4 separate regions of the Mus musculus genome follow, and all the other regions are linked to region 3. The links are chromatin contacts, called in public promoter capture Hi-C maps. All regions are on one chromosome and are shown on one strand. Each heading gives the region's core, a stretch centred on a gene start, on an enhancer-like site or on the middle of the called end of the contact. The rest is flanking DNA. Distances are from core to core; before and after follow the strand shown. Region 1 holds the start of Nup54 (nucleoporin 54). Region 2 holds the start of Ccng2 (cyclin G2). Region 3 holds the start of Utp3 (UTP3 small subunit processome component). Region 4 holds the start of Rchy1 (ring finger and CHY zinc finger domain containing 1).

What was found. Promoter capture Hi-C pulls out the DNA fragments that hold promoters and counts their contacts.
Region 1: a contact with region 3 is called in a promoter capture Hi-C map of frontonasal cranial neural crest. The contact joins the promoter of Nup54 here to the promoter of Utp3 in region 3.
Region 2: a promoter capture Hi-C map of pre-B cells shows a contact between it and region 3. The contact joins the promoter of Ccng2 here to the promoter of Utp3 in region 3. A contact is called at or near these places in 3 of 39 promoter capture datasets (cranial neural crest, pre-B cells and second pharyngeal arch cranial neural crest).
Region 4: a contact with region 3 is called in a promoter capture Hi-C map of pre-B cells, with 2.8 times the contacts expected there. The contact joins the promoter of Rchy1 here to the promoter of Utp3 in region 3. A contact is called at or near these places in 2 of 39 promoter capture datasets (liver and pre-B cells) and 1 of 115 datasets of contacts at active chromatin or transcription factors (astrocytes).

What each region holds. Positions count from the first base shown.
Region 1 is chr5:92,433,320-92,436,700 of GRCm38.p6, reverse strand. It overlaps Nup54 (nucleoporin 54), which reads left to right and starts at 1,502. Exons shown (of 13, transcript NM_001359995.1): 1 at 1,502-1,697; 2 at 2,318-2,479. The coding sequence starts at 1,631. Gm42114 (a long non-coding RNA gene) reads right to left here and starts at 2,090. Exons shown (of 2, transcript XR_880431.3): 1 at 1,719-2,090; 2 at 632-1,108.
Region 2 is chr5:93,266,228-93,269,747 of GRCm38.p6, reverse strand. Ccng2 (cyclin G2) reads right to left here and starts at 2,175. Exons shown (of 8, transcript NM_007635.4): 1 at 1,951-2,175; 2 at 989-1,126; 3 at 346-483. The coding sequence starts at 1,126.
Region 3 is chr5:88,552,987-88,556,633 of GRCm38.p6, reverse strand. It overlaps Utp3 (UTP3 small subunit processome component), which reads right to left and starts at 2,172. Exons shown (of 1, transcript NM_023054.2): 1 at 544-2,172. The coding sequence starts at 2,020. The coding sequence ends at 611.
Region 4 is chr5:91,961,795-91,965,365 of GRCm38.p6, reverse strand. Rchy1 (ring finger and CHY zinc finger domain containing 1) reads left to right here and starts at 2,298. Exons shown (of 9, transcript NM_026557.4): 1 at 2,298-2,736. The coding sequence starts at 2,647. It also overlaps the pseudogene Thap6.

The DNA of each region.
Region 1 (3,381 bases), core at 253-2,752, 3.9 Mb before region 3:
CTCAGTCAGTACAGTGCTTGCTGTTAATGTTTGAGGATATGAGTTTAATCTTCATCACCCATATTTAAAATTAAACAAACGCTGAGCACAGTGGCATTCATGTATAACCATAACACTGGGCAGGCAGAATCAGGAGTCCCCTGGGGCTTGCTGGCTGGACAGTCTTGCCAAATAAGCGATGAGATCTAGATTTATTGAGAGACCTTGTATTAGAAATTAAGAGTAAATTAGGAAGACACCCATGTCAATCTCTGGCCTTCAGGCACGTGTGCACATATGTGTGTATACACTCTTCCCACACATGCATGTGCTCTCTCTCTCTCTCTCACACACACACAAAATGGGGCAAAGAGGTTCCTGAGAAAACTAAAATTAGATCTACCACATGACCCAGCTATGTCTATAAGGACTCCAAGTTAGTCTATCACATAGATGTATATCAATCTCTACTGAAGCATTAGTCACAATTGTTAACAAACCTAGTTGCCTAACAACAGAGGGATGGATCAGAAACAGAGGATGGTATATACTCAAAAGAGTTTTCAGCCCTAAGAAGGAAGTTATGTTGTCATTTGCACAAAACTGAATATCACTGGAGATAAACATTATTAAGTGAATTAAGCCAGTCACAGAAGGAAAAAAATTCATTTATGATTCCTAGGTTTAATTAAACACATAAATCATATGACATGGAAAATGAAGTAAAATTACTAGGGAACTAATGGGAGAGACAGGGAGAAGACAGAAAATTTAGGAGTAGGAATATATATTCAAAATACAACATAAACTTGTATCAAGATGTCCTAATGTAACACAGTGCCATGTACAATAAATATTTTTAAAAGGAGAAAAGAATCGGGGCTAAGTAGAGAAAAACCAGCGAAGTGACTTTGGGGATGCTGCTTTGCAACTCTAATCCTCAGTCCTCCTGTCTCGTCTGTGCCAATTAGTCAACGACAGAAATCTTCTCTGTGTAGTTGAGGATTAAATGTTCCCCAGAAGTGCGATGCAGGGCACAGATTTTACCAGTTAGTGGGCCCATTTGCTTCATCGAGGTCAGCCCTTCTTCTTGGTCAATGACAATAGTAGTAAACTGTCTGAAACGCAGCTGGGGGTTTAAAAAAATATGCAAAAACAATTACTAGCGTGCATTCCACATAGCTAACACACGTGTTACCACCATCGCCATCATCTTTCCATCACTCTCGAATGCCTCTTTCTCAACTGCTTTATCTACTCAAACCTCCTTTCCTCCGGGAAGGACCGCTCCTCAGAGGTAAGGGCAGTACTTTCACGCGGTCCCTGCACACTGTCACTTCTCTAAAGTGGCTTCAGAGAGCCACCATACAACACCCCATGTCCAACTTCTCATCACTTCCCCTTTGTGGTGACGCCCCACACCACGTGAAAGCCACAAACACACCCCCGGAAGTGATCGGTGGTAGGCGTTCCCGTTCGATCATCCCACCCACTCCATCCTTGCTTGGTTCCTGCCTGCTCCGCTTAGACCGGGAAGGAGGCGGAACTAATGGTACGGACCGCCTGACGGTTCCCAGCCGGACAGAAGAGCGGAGGGCACTGGGCGTCGCGCCGCGCGAGCCCGGGGCCATCTAAGTGCTGCTCCCGCGACATGGCTTTCAATTTTGGGGCTCCTTCGGGCACTTCGGGCACCTCTACAGCCACCGCGGCACCGGCGGGTGAGTCAGCCCTGGGCCTACCTTCTTCCTCCAAGGAACCAAAGCCTCGGGCCCGCCCCCTCGATCCGATCGGTCCGGCTGGGGGGTCCCGGGGTTGCCCTGGCACTCGGGACACCTTGGAGTCATTTGGAGAGGGCGGTGGCGGTGGTGGCGGCGGCGGTGGCGGTGGGAGGGCCGCGGGCTGCTCAGGCTCAGCCTGGGGCTCGCACAGCACGCTCAACCCGCGTGGCTCGGCCGCCGCGGTGCTTCCCGCCATTGGGGTGTCCGCCCAGGAGAGGCCGGAGGCTACGCCCCTCTCATTTCCCGGGACCCCGCGTCCCCTCGTCCGTCTCAGCCTCAAGGTCCAGACGGGTAAAGTTGGAGCCAGGCTGCCCGCAGCTCCCTCTGTCCCCTCCCCAGCCCGGGGGGGGGGGATGCTCGGCCCCCGCCCGTGCTGCCCTTCGCTCCTTCTGTCTGTCCGCACCTTGGCTTTCTTCCCCTGATCCGGTGCAGGTCAGGTTTGTTCACGCTGTGAAACCTCTTGCTGATTCTTGTAATTCTTACCTTTCTTTCTTCTCCTTTTCTCTTTCCCTCCTCTCACCTTTTCAAATTTTTGTTTCTCTTGCCTCCACGACTATCAGGATTTGGTGGGCTTGAGACTGCCAACTCCACCGCCGGTGGGTTTAATTTTGGGGGTTTCGGATTAACCGCTAACCCTGCAGTGAACTTTAATATTGGGAATTTCGGTGTTTCTACTACCTCGGCGACTCCGTTCAATTTTGGTAACAGTCTGGCGAGTGCAGGTAGATACTGGGGTCATGTGTGTAACGAGTATGGGGGCTGGAGTCCAAGAATGTTCCGATGTCCCTAGAGTTTGGGGGAAGAAATGGCACTTGTCTAATAAAGAAAGGGGTTTATTTCCTAAGATCAAATCAAATATATTTAAAGTTTTGGCTGCTTTAAAAGATGTGGGTTTTGGAAAGCCTTAAAGAATTAGAATGCACCTTGGTTGGATTTTCATTTAATGATACAGAGCACAGCTTCCAAATGATAAGTTGGGAACCGAATATTTTTTAAAACATTAGCTTTAGCAGAAGGTAAGCGTTTCCCTGGGATTCTTGGACTCCTGCAGTCATTTTTCATTTTTTAATACATATTTCATTGGGATTTCATCTTATTGTCCTTGTGTTTCCAAGAGAAACAAGTCTTATACGAACAGCAGCGACCTGTCTTGTTTTTCAAACTGTAACGATGTTTTTCTAGCATTAACTCAATATATTAGGATGTATTTCTATATATAATTGTAGAAAGAATCCCGGATTCTTTGCTGGGTTTTTGGGAAATTTTCCATGAGTAGTTTTAATTTACCAATTAACACTGAGTTCTAAAAAGTAGGCTCGGCATCTTTTACTTTCAAAAAGAGGATGATGAAGGTTTTTGGTTTTTTGGTTTTTTTAATCTGTGGCTTGTTTGAAGATCACTGAAATTTTTCAGAACACAAATTAATGGATGTGTACGACCCAATTTAAGTTAGGCTTATGTGAGCTCGACATCCGTATGACTCTTAGAAAACTCTCCATCCTCAGCTGCTCGTATATGAATGTACTGTCCATAGTTTATGTTCCGTCAAGCCACTGCTGCCCGTGCCAATTATATGCATTTGGTAAGCCTTACTTCTAAACTTACTGGGAAAGTTGGGGATTTT
Region 2 (3,520 bases), core at 926-3,425, 4.7 Mb before region 3:
TGAATGATCACAATTTGACTAATATAAGTTTATAATCAGGAGGCTTTATTACATTTCATTTGACAAATATTGAGCCCTGTATGTGTTAGAGACTGTGTTGGGCACTGGCCATTGGAAACATGTTGATTTGTCAGAAGTGGAAACACACACTTTTGACCCTAGCACTTGGGAGTGGGAGGCAGAAGCGAGCAGAACTCTGAGGTTGGAGGCCAGCCGAGTCTATAGAACTAGTTCCACAACAGTCAGAGCTACACAGAGAAACCGTGTATCAAAAGATAAAATAAAAATTAACAAAAAATAAAGATATAAAATATAATATGGATTTTATAAAAAGCAATTAAATACCTTCATAAGGGCCAAGAATCTATCCAAAATATTGACAGCCAGAACGAAAGTTTCAGTGCCAGATCCAAAGAAGTTAGTTAAACTTCTTAAATCTTCCACTTTGGCATTTCTCAGTCTTGAACACAAAGTGTTATCATTCTGAAATTAAAAACCAAGAATCAAAGTTTATTTTCTTAGAATGGAATAGAGGTGGTTCAAAACCTACTCTCCCTTTAGTTTTCCCCATTGTACACATGACCTCCTAAAGCTATCACACTACGTTCAGATAAATCACTACTTTTAAAATTTATCCAATACAGAACTTTAGCCAACTCAATATAACGTGAAGTGTTGCCCCACCCAAGGTAGTTACAGCAGAATGTGGGTTCCTTGATGAGGTTTTTCTGACACAATCTAAGATCCTATTAGAAATATTCTCTAGGAATTTCCCACCACCAGAAGAAACGCCTCTACAGTACACTTGGTATAACTTCCACATTCACTAAAAACAAAAGCAGAACCCTTTCACGTTTCACGTTTTTTCTTAGTACGGTGAGGCCAATTTTGGATTTAACTTTTTAGCCTTTGGTACTGATTTGGTACGAGGAAAACCAAAAAGTTACCTTCCCACCTTCCCCCAAGTCCTATCAATTCTCAAATTTACCTCCGGGGTAGCCTCCATCAAGATCAGCCCTTTTTCCCGAGGTTGGTATCTCTGTTCTTGTTCCAGGTAGAAGTTCAACAATCCGAAAAGCTGAACCCCTTCGCCACCTGCCAAGTGCTTGGCCCCCAAATCCTTCATCTGCAGCAAATACACCGCGGCCGGTTAAGAATATAATCCGGATACGTAGGGTGTGAGAGCAGAAGGAGCTGGCCGCGATCCCTCCAGCTAGGGGCGCCCCAGATCACGCAAGCCAGAACCGGGTGAGGGGGGGATCGGTCACGTCCGCCAGCCTCAGGGGAATCCTCCCCTAAAGACATGGAGGCGTGGCATGGGGGGGCAGTATCTCGGTCACCTCCGCTGGCCAGGGCTAGTTCTGATCAGCTCTGTGGCCGACAGCGTTTGACGTACAGGAAAAGTGTCCAAGAAGCGTAATGTCCCCTACTGTCCGCATCACCTGGACAGCACAGCAGGGACTTCTAACTAGACTCTAGGCCCTAGAGGAAAGCGGGGGACCGGAAGACTGAAGCCACCGAAGCGGGTTCTGGGGCGGGGCGTTGCACAATAGGAGAGAAGGGAGGGGGAGTCTCGAGACTGAACAAAGAACTGGAAGGAGGCGGCTTCGGAGCCCCGCCCCGGGAGCCCGTCGCGGAGCCCACCTCCAAGCTACCCCCGCAGCTTCTGCAGCTTTGACGAGCCCCGCAACTCGAGACAGGGCGGCCCAGTAGCTTGGGGGATGCTGGGGAGACAGTGGGGAGTCCAGTACGCCCGCAGCGAGCAGTAGCCTAATACTTGGGCTCAGTAACGGTGCGAAGCCCCGGGGCTGTCAACCCACCGTATAGCCTCAGAACACCCTGGAGCCCCTGTCAGTCCCTCAGCTGCGGCTGGGGGACTCCACCATCAAAGCAAACCGCGATCCAGACCCGGAGCCACCAAACCCAGAGCCACCCGGGAGGCCCACTCACCGTGTCGGCCCCGGCGTCACGGACCGGCGCGGCGGGGGCGTCCGGACCCGTCTCCGAGCTCAGGGACCAGCCTCCTCAGCGGCACCCCGAGACCCGCATCCGACCTCCCCGCCGCCGCCCGGCCTCACAGCCCCGGCTGCATCTTGCTCCTCAGCGGGGCTCAGCGCCCGCCCTGCACCGCCACCTCCTCCCGGCTCCGCCGCAGCCTCCGGAGCTGAGCAAACCCCTTGTTTTTGTTTTGAGTCTGCGACGCCCCCAAGGGGCGGGGCGCGTGACTGCGCGCGGAGGGATCCTCGCTCGCTCGCCCAGTGGATCTGAGAAAAAGAGTCCCTGCTCCGAGCCTCAGTTCCCAGCCTCTCTTGGCCCCTTCTGTTCCTCTTGGCCTTGCGGAGCCAGGATCTATGGTAGGGAGTGGAATCTGGATTCCAGCCTCATTTCAGAATGGAACCGGAAGGGAGCAAAGATGAGCGAGCCGATCGGAGAGCGGAAGGAGACAGTTTCTGGACGCCTCACACCTTTTAAAGGTCCCCCGATTTGTTTTGTTTTCGCTGTTTTGAAAAGTCCGCCCAAAGTAGCGGGCTCCCTGATTGGACAAGGGTGGGGCAAGCCGACTGCTGAGGACTTGATTTAATCTCGAATCTGGATTGGCTGGCCGACTGGCTGTTGCGTCCTCTGATTGGCTCTCAATATATCCCGACTCTCTTATCTTCTTCCGGGGCCTTAGCAACTCTGGGGTCTGGATTGCGCATGCTTGGGTGGGTGGCATTTGTGGTGCTCGGTTACGTGCCGGGGTCCACAGCTGCCTAGGAACTCTAGCTCAGTCTAGGCGAGGCCCGAGGCTGTCGCCTCTGGTCACACCCCGAAAATCCGAGGTCACATAACTCTGTAACAGCGTTTCCAGGAGTGCAGAAGGGCGTCCTGAACTTCTTAGTTGTACCACCGGTGTATTTTGCAATAAACAGTCAAGCTCTTAACATTCCAAGATGCTTACCGAGATAATTTTTTTTTAATCGATCTGACTCAGGAAAGAAAAAAAGCTAAATTCAACTAGTTGGTTACACAGCTGACTTGTTGAAGTTGGGCGGTGGGTAGTAGAGACTGCATTACAGAATTGTGAGTGCATTTGTGTGCCTTGAAATTTTTTTTCCATAATAAAAAGTTCAAAGGAGGGACCTTTCAATAAAAACTGCAGATTGATGAGGGTATATAGATATCTAATAAGTGTGCTTCTAGAGGTTATGGTTGTACTGTTTGCTTTTGGTTTTAATGAAGGCTCCCACAGCCTCTTGGTTCTTGATCGCCCATAAATTATCATTTATTGTCTATTATAATTAACGTTGTTATTAAGCTGACACCTCTCCTAAGGCAGAGCAAAAACCAAACCAACTAGATGCCTTAGGCAGGGCTAACTTTCACACGGAGTGGAGTATCTGTCGGGAGGCAGGAAAATTCCCTAGATTGTTTTGGTTTTGTTTGTTTGTTTTACTTTCTATTCCCTCAGATCTCTGCCTCCTAACAAACATGCAAATCGGTAACTTAGAGCCTTCATGAATTCTAAACAGCTAGCCTC
Region 3 (3,647 bases), core at 923-3,422:
ACAATTGGTGCAATTATCCTTTCTGTCACATTTAACCAAAGCTGCTTTTTACCACAGATGCACGGTAAATGCATATGTACAAATATTCTGTCCCAAGAATTACAATTATAATTGAAATCTGTTAGATCACTTTTGCAGGCTATCTTACAAAAAAGAAACAAACAACCCCCCCCCCATGACTGTCAAAGGTTTTCATTGTCTCCACATGAAAACTTATATAAAAGTGTTAAAGTGTTAATTTCATTAACACTGCACAACTAGGTGGGGAAACTTTCTAGGCTAATGTGCTAAAATATTACACAGTTTTTTTACCCTCCAATTACAATTCTTAGTAGGACTTTAATGGATGAATAAAGTAGCAACCCCGGGCTGGAGACAGCTCACTTGTATGAGTGCTTGGTTAGTTATGCACAGGCTCCAGGTTCAAGTTCTCAGCACCCAGTACAAAAGACCAACCAACAAAGCCCAAAGCAGCAACCCCTAATTCCCTGCTGACAACAAATTTTAAACTTAAAGAAAAAAAAATAGGTATTACAAACACAATCACTTTACTTCAAAACACTTTTTATTGACCTAAAATAATTGCCAAAAGCTAGGCCAAAGAGCAACTTTACTTAAGCTTAATGCTCTTCTTAACTCCAGCACGAATGCCAGAGAGTTCACCACTGTACCGCTGTTCTTCTCTGCGAACTTCACGAACCTGGCCTCGTCGTCGGATTTTGGCTTTTCTGAACTTTTCCCTATGTTTCACTCTGGGATTTCTATCAATCTTCTTTCTCCTGGGTGTAAGTCCCCTATTTTTAGCAATCTGGTAGGTAATGGCTCTCTTTGCATTTTGTTCTTCGAGAGCCTGTTCTTCAGCACTGTTTTCTTCCTTCTTTCTCTTCAACTCTTGCCTGTCTTCCATTTCCTTATAGTACTTGAGAGCAGCCCCATCAAAATCAGGCTCATCAGTCAGGGCAACAGCAGCAGCCTGCTTTACAGACTTGGGCTTGGTTTTGGTTAATTTTGCTTTTGGAGTCATTTCTTTCTTTACAGCACCATCCTTGGCTGTGAGGAGGTGACGGATTTCAGAGGACAGTTTCTGATCCACAACCGACAGCTTGTTGATCAGATTTCTGTAGGTAACAAGCCTTTCTATAACAGGATGTCCATGTGCAGGGACTCTCCGGGCTTTTAAGATCAAATAAAAGCTAATGTTGGCGCAATAGTTCAAGTAGAGATTATACTTAGTCTTCAGGTATTCGCTTCCTCTTCCAGTTGGAATGACCCCTTTCTCCACCAACTGTAACAAGGGTTCTAACTCATCCTTCACCTCTGTCAACTTGGCTTGGAGGTCTTCTATGAGCTCTAAGAGCTCTGGTGATTCTTTCTTCAACATTTTCAGCTTCTCTTTTACCGAGACTTTAGCCAAATCCTTCACAACCCTTGTCTCAGCTTCGTCTACCTGGGGCACCGGCTTTGCAAAGGCCTCCACCCAAGCGACTCCAAAATCATCCTCTTGCAGGGCTTGGGCCAAGCGCCGCTGAATTATCTGTGCCTCCTCCTCTTCTTCTCTTTCCTCCTCTTCTACTTCTTGCTGACTCTGACGGCCTCGGGATTTGGAACCATAGTCCGTATCGTAATAAAGCTTTTTTCTCTGACCCCAGGACAAGCTAGGGTCCACAGAGGCCTCAGCCTCACTCTGCACGGAGCTTCCGCCGTCATCATCCTCTCCAACCTCCTCCTCCTCCGAACTCTCTCCATCTTCGTCATCTCCATCATCAATATCTAGAGGTAGCACCTCTTCCTCCTCATCGCCATCCTCCTCCCCACTCTCGACTTCGTTCCAGCCCTTGGCCAGGACTGCCCGAGATCGCGCTTCATGGAACTCATCTACCTGGTCTTGGTAGTAGCTGGAGTCCCCTGGAGAGGGCGGCAACCCCAAGTCGTCCTCATTTTCGTCCGTGGCGGTGAGACCTGCCTGGGCCCGCACGGCGGCCCACTGAGCCGCTCCACGCCGCCGTGATTTCTTCACCATGGCTCACCAGCGGTCCCGGGTTCCCAAGCGACGCCGCGATTTCCGCCACTTCTGACCTCCGCCCAGAATGATGCCGGCAAGCGGAGGCTTTCAGCACCAGCACGCTCCGCGAACCCAAGTCGGTGACCACCGGAGCAGAGAGTCTGGGAAAGGCCTGTTTCCTTCCGCTCCCAGGGTGCTCTCCGCGCAGCGCGCGCGCCTAAACTTCCGCTCCCCCCCCCCCCCCCAGCGTAATCCCGCCGCCGTGTCTTTTTAAAAACCAGTCGGTTCCGGCGAATGAAAACTTCCGGGTAGGAACGCTAGGCCAAGGATATTTCCGTTCCGCGGATCCTTTTGTGGCTACTTCCGAGCTCTCTCTCTCTCTGGTGACTTCCGGCGTGAAGCCGGAATCCCGCCAGGGACGCCGCGAGACAGCCCGCGGCCGACAGAGGGCGCGGGGCATCTACGTTCCCACGCGTCGGCAGGGCGCCCACTGGGCCACGCTAGATAGTTGCCCAGCTCACGGTTTCGTGTTCTCCGTTTGCCAGAGTGGAAGTTAGTCAGGGTTTTGTTTGTGTTTTGTTTAGTTTTGTTTTTTGTCTGTCTTGACTTCTGAAGCCGGGACTCGCCATGTTGTCAGCCTCAGCCTCCCGGATTGGTGCTTTTCTCTGTTTTTGCCTGGGAGTTGCTACCGTAGGCGCCGCGTTTCCGGGCCCCGCGCGGCGAGTCTCTGCTTTTAGGCGACCCGAGAGAGGACTTCGGGGTTTTTTGGGGACGATGTAACCGGGAAGAGTAAAAGACGCGCGGTGTCCTTCTACTGGAATAGCTTCGCTTTTCTAGACGTTCTGGAAAACTGTGAGGCTGTCAGCCGCGGACAGCCTCCTATGTATAGAATTGGGTTGCAACATTTAATGATTATTCATTGTTGTGTTCTTCAACATTGATCAAGCACCAAACTTCCGTGGCAGCGTTTTAGGCAGAGATGGGGGGGGGGAGGGGAGGGGAGAATAAAGGAAGGAAATGAGCAAAATAGATTTAACAAGGGAGGGAGGGGAGAGGAGAGAGGAGAATGAAGGAAGGAAATGAGCAAAATAGATTTAACAAGGGAGGGGAGGAGAAGAGAAAGAAGAGGGAGAGGGGAGAGAGGGAGAAGGGGAGAAGAAGTGGGGAGGAGGAAAGAGGAGGGAAGAGGAAGAAGAGGAAAAGGAAAAGAGATAAAGGCCAAAATAGGAGACCTTGTGGTTTAGGAGGGCGCACGGGTACACCAAACAGAAAACTCAGTCAAATGGGAGAAGTGACATATGGGTCTAAGAGAATCGAACTGGTGTCAAGCTTAGTAGACAGGGCTACCACCTAAGCTATCTCAAATGTATGACCTTTTATGTCAGCTTCCTTATTTAAAAGGATATACAAAGTCGTGATTATGCATACCACATGGGGTCTTGTCTTTTTTTTCTTTTTTTTTTTTTTCCATTTTTTATTAGGTATTTAGCTCATTTACATTTCCAATGCTATACCAAAAGTCCCCCTTACCCACCCACCCCCACTCCCCTACCCACCCACTCCCCCCCTTTGGCCCTGGCGTTCCCCTGTACCGGGGCACACAAAGTCTGCGTGTCCAATGGGCCTCTCTTTCCAGTGATGGCCG
Region 4 (3,571 bases), core at 1,049-3,548, 3.4 Mb before region 3:
GTGGGTGCTGAAGGGGCTTCAGAACTGTCACCGGGATGAGTGCTCACAGCTCTTAACAAACCTGTAAGTGATATGGACATTCAAAGATAGAAGGGATGGCTCCTGCCTTCAGCTTAGTGTTTAGAGTGCTTCTGTCAAAGTCTGTCTTCTTGAAGTGTCTTGAACACAGCACATCTCCTTTTTTTAGGCTTCCAAATGCTTGCAGTATTCACATCTAGTCTTTTCATGGCTAATACCCACTTTCTTTTGATGTTTTCATCTGTGGGGAATCTACAAAACAGTAAGAATATATTTTAAAGCTATATATGTGTGTGTATGTGTATATATATATATATATATATACATACATATATTAGGCTTTGTGATAACTACCTTTACCTGCTAAGACATTCTGTTGGCCTCATAGCTCAGTTTTAATATCTAGATTTTTCTGCCAATCATTCTTCATACATATGGCTTTTATTTAAATTTTTTTTTAATTATATGTAAGTACACTGTAGCTGTCTTCAGACACTCCAGAAGAGGGAGTCAGATCTCGTTACGGATGGTTGTGAACCACCATGTGGTTGCTGGGATTTGAACTCCGGACCTTTGGAAGAGCAGTCGGGTGCTCTTACCCACTGAGCCATCTCACCAGCCCTTAAATTTTTATAGTAGCATATGAATGTTTCAGTGGACATTTAGCCTGTAGCAAGATTTGCAATTAAAGGTTTTTCTTTCTCTACAGCGGTTGAAGAATACCTTTGGCCTTTCCCTTTCTGAGGTGATACCTAGAATTTGTCTTCAATGAATAGGAGGGCCTCTTATACTTCCTCCTTTCTGTCAAACCTGAAAATAACTTGTATAGCAACTCATACATAGCAGGTCTATAAATGCCTTATGAACTCATGCGGAGAACAGCTGGCACGTCTACGGTTCTGGAGCTACAATTACTTTGACATATACAGGAGGCAATAATCAGACTTCTCAACATTTCTAAGCTAGTTCAATATTGTTTTGGGACATGGTAGCACATAGGTTCTTTTTATTTCCCTGCCTAGTAAAGTAACTAGATCTTTCCCTAGTAATAACAGTGCTTCACAAAAGCTGCGAACATCCTAAGTATGCTTATTAAATCCTATTAGACCCTTCCTAGGGTGTCACAGGAATGGCTAAACACTAAATTAGAATCCTCAAACTCACACAGCTAAATAATCCTTGATCTGAACATGTAGTTTACAGTGAACCACTCCACCTCATCTATTTCTAAAAAGAAGGTATGGGTATTTGAACAGAGCCCTCAGTTAGATGATGATCGACATATGAACAGTAGAGACCGTAACACAGTTAGAATGCAAACATTAGCAAAGACGAGCCTGACAATTTGTGCGTGGGGGTATTTTATTTTTGGTGGGGGTGCTATCTGGTCTTTCATTCCTTGGCACTTGAAACTTGCACATTATAAAGGGACCATTGTCAGTTCAAATTTAACAAGGTTATTTTAAAAAGACTGGGAACAAAAGCTTGTAACTGCAGACTCTGGTAGAATCATTTTTAGTAAAAAGTTAAAAGTATCTGGCTTGAGTACAGCAAAGTCTTACACATGAAATGTCAGTCCTTTTAACTTGGAATTTGGTAAACAGCGAGAGGCACATCCAATGGCCGAGCAACCTTTCACCATGTTTTTAGCAACTCCTAACACAACTGGAAGAGAATTAAAACGAGTTAGTAACTCCAGGGCTAAGCTAAAGGCATCTCCTCCCGGACAATTGCCTCCCTTCTCCCAGATCCCAACACCTGAAGTTTTGCTGATAAAATGCTCTAAGTCTTGGTATTTTGTAAGAGTGGACATAAAGTTATGCACCTTGAGGTCTGAGATTCAAACTCTGCAGGCTTCTTTATTTCTCTCATGTTCTTACGGGCCAGATTTTTCTCTCCCACAGGTCTGGTACACACTAACTCCTGCTGGCGTACTGTTTGCCATTCAACTTTCAGCTCGAGCGTCTCCTTCCCCAGGGACACCACACAGGACTGTCCTTCCAGTGTGGAAGTTGTGACCTCATCTAATGCCGTGGCGTTCTCCCCCTCCCCATTTGTGAGTTCCACGGGGGCGTGGCGTGGCTACTTGTTTTTCACTTTGCGTTCTTAAGTCCTGGGTGGGTGACAGCACAATATTTTCTAAAGGGGGCGCAGGGAAAAAAGGAGACCGGGACAGCCGCCGGCACTCGGACCTGCGCGCGCAGCCGCCGAGCCCCGCCCCCTTTCGGAGCAGCCGCGGGAGGGGCCGCTCCTCACCGGCGCCGGCGGCTCGCAGCAGCGCCCGCCAGACGACGCAGCGGTCCCCTTCGCCCGCAATCAGGGCTGGCAGCGATGCCGGGGCGGGGAAAAAGAGCCAACCTAAGACTTACTACCATTAGCAGTGACGACAGCGACTAACGTGGACGACGGACTAAGCGTCTCACTTGGCTTCCACCCCTTACACCAGGGACCGGAAATCCGGATGCTGCAGATCACGTGATTGGACCCCCCCTTCCTGACTCTGGTGGCCGCTGCTCCGAGGAGGAGCGGGTGTCCGACCGACTCTGCTTCCTTAAGGCGTGGCTTCCAAGCTGGGGGAAAGGTTCAGTGGCTGGTGAGGGGGAGGTGGTGGAGGAGGAGGAGGAGGAGATGGCGGCGACGGCGCGGGAAGATGGCGTCCGCAACCTGGCGCAGGGGCCGCGGGGCTGCGAGCACTATGACAGAGCTTGTCTCCTCAAGGTGACGACTTTAGAGGGTACCTCCTCGATGAGCTGCGGTCGGGTCTGGCAAGGGCAGGTTGGGCAGAAGCTTCAGACCGAGCTGCTTGTCAGGATACCTGCCATCTGGAGTTGGGCTCTCCTTGCAGGAAACGTTTTGGCAAGGCGAGCAGGAGCTCTGTACTCGATCGCCGCTGCAAGCCAAGTTCTTGTTTGTAAAGACTTGGCCCTTGCTTAAATTCACCTCCCTTGTGGGTTTATCCGTCATTTGCGGTTGACAGTAGAATGAGGAAGTGAAAGGGCCTTGGCATTTCTGTCAAGTGCGTATGATGCAGTGATGAAAGCATAAGCAAGGGAAGAATCAGAATATAATTTCTGTACGTGTAGGAAGTTTATAGTATGGCTTGTCAGCTTCATTTTTTTGTCTAGGAATATGCCCAGACCTGTCCAGGAGAAAATGTCTGTGTGAAGTGAGAGTTGGGTGATTGCCATTAAGTTGGATATTGGAGGAGTGCCTAATACATATATGCTGTCATTTTTCCTGCTTGAGACGTTCTAGTCATCTAGAGTTTTTAAAAATGACTCTCACACAGTTAAGACTTACCTGATTTTTTTTTTTAAGAAGCAGTTTTAATATTTTGTTGAGAAAGCCTGAGATTTGAGCTGGGGTTATAACTCAGCCTTAGAATTGAGTTTATAATGCTGAAGGCCTTGGCTTCAGTCTTCAGAAGTCGCCTCCCACTGAGAAGAAACTTTGACTCTTGGAATCCTATAGCTTTCCCTTCATAGTTTAGATTGTCCTTAACTTGCTGTGTAATTTGGAGCAAGCTACTTTTTAAAGAGCTTGCATATAAAAT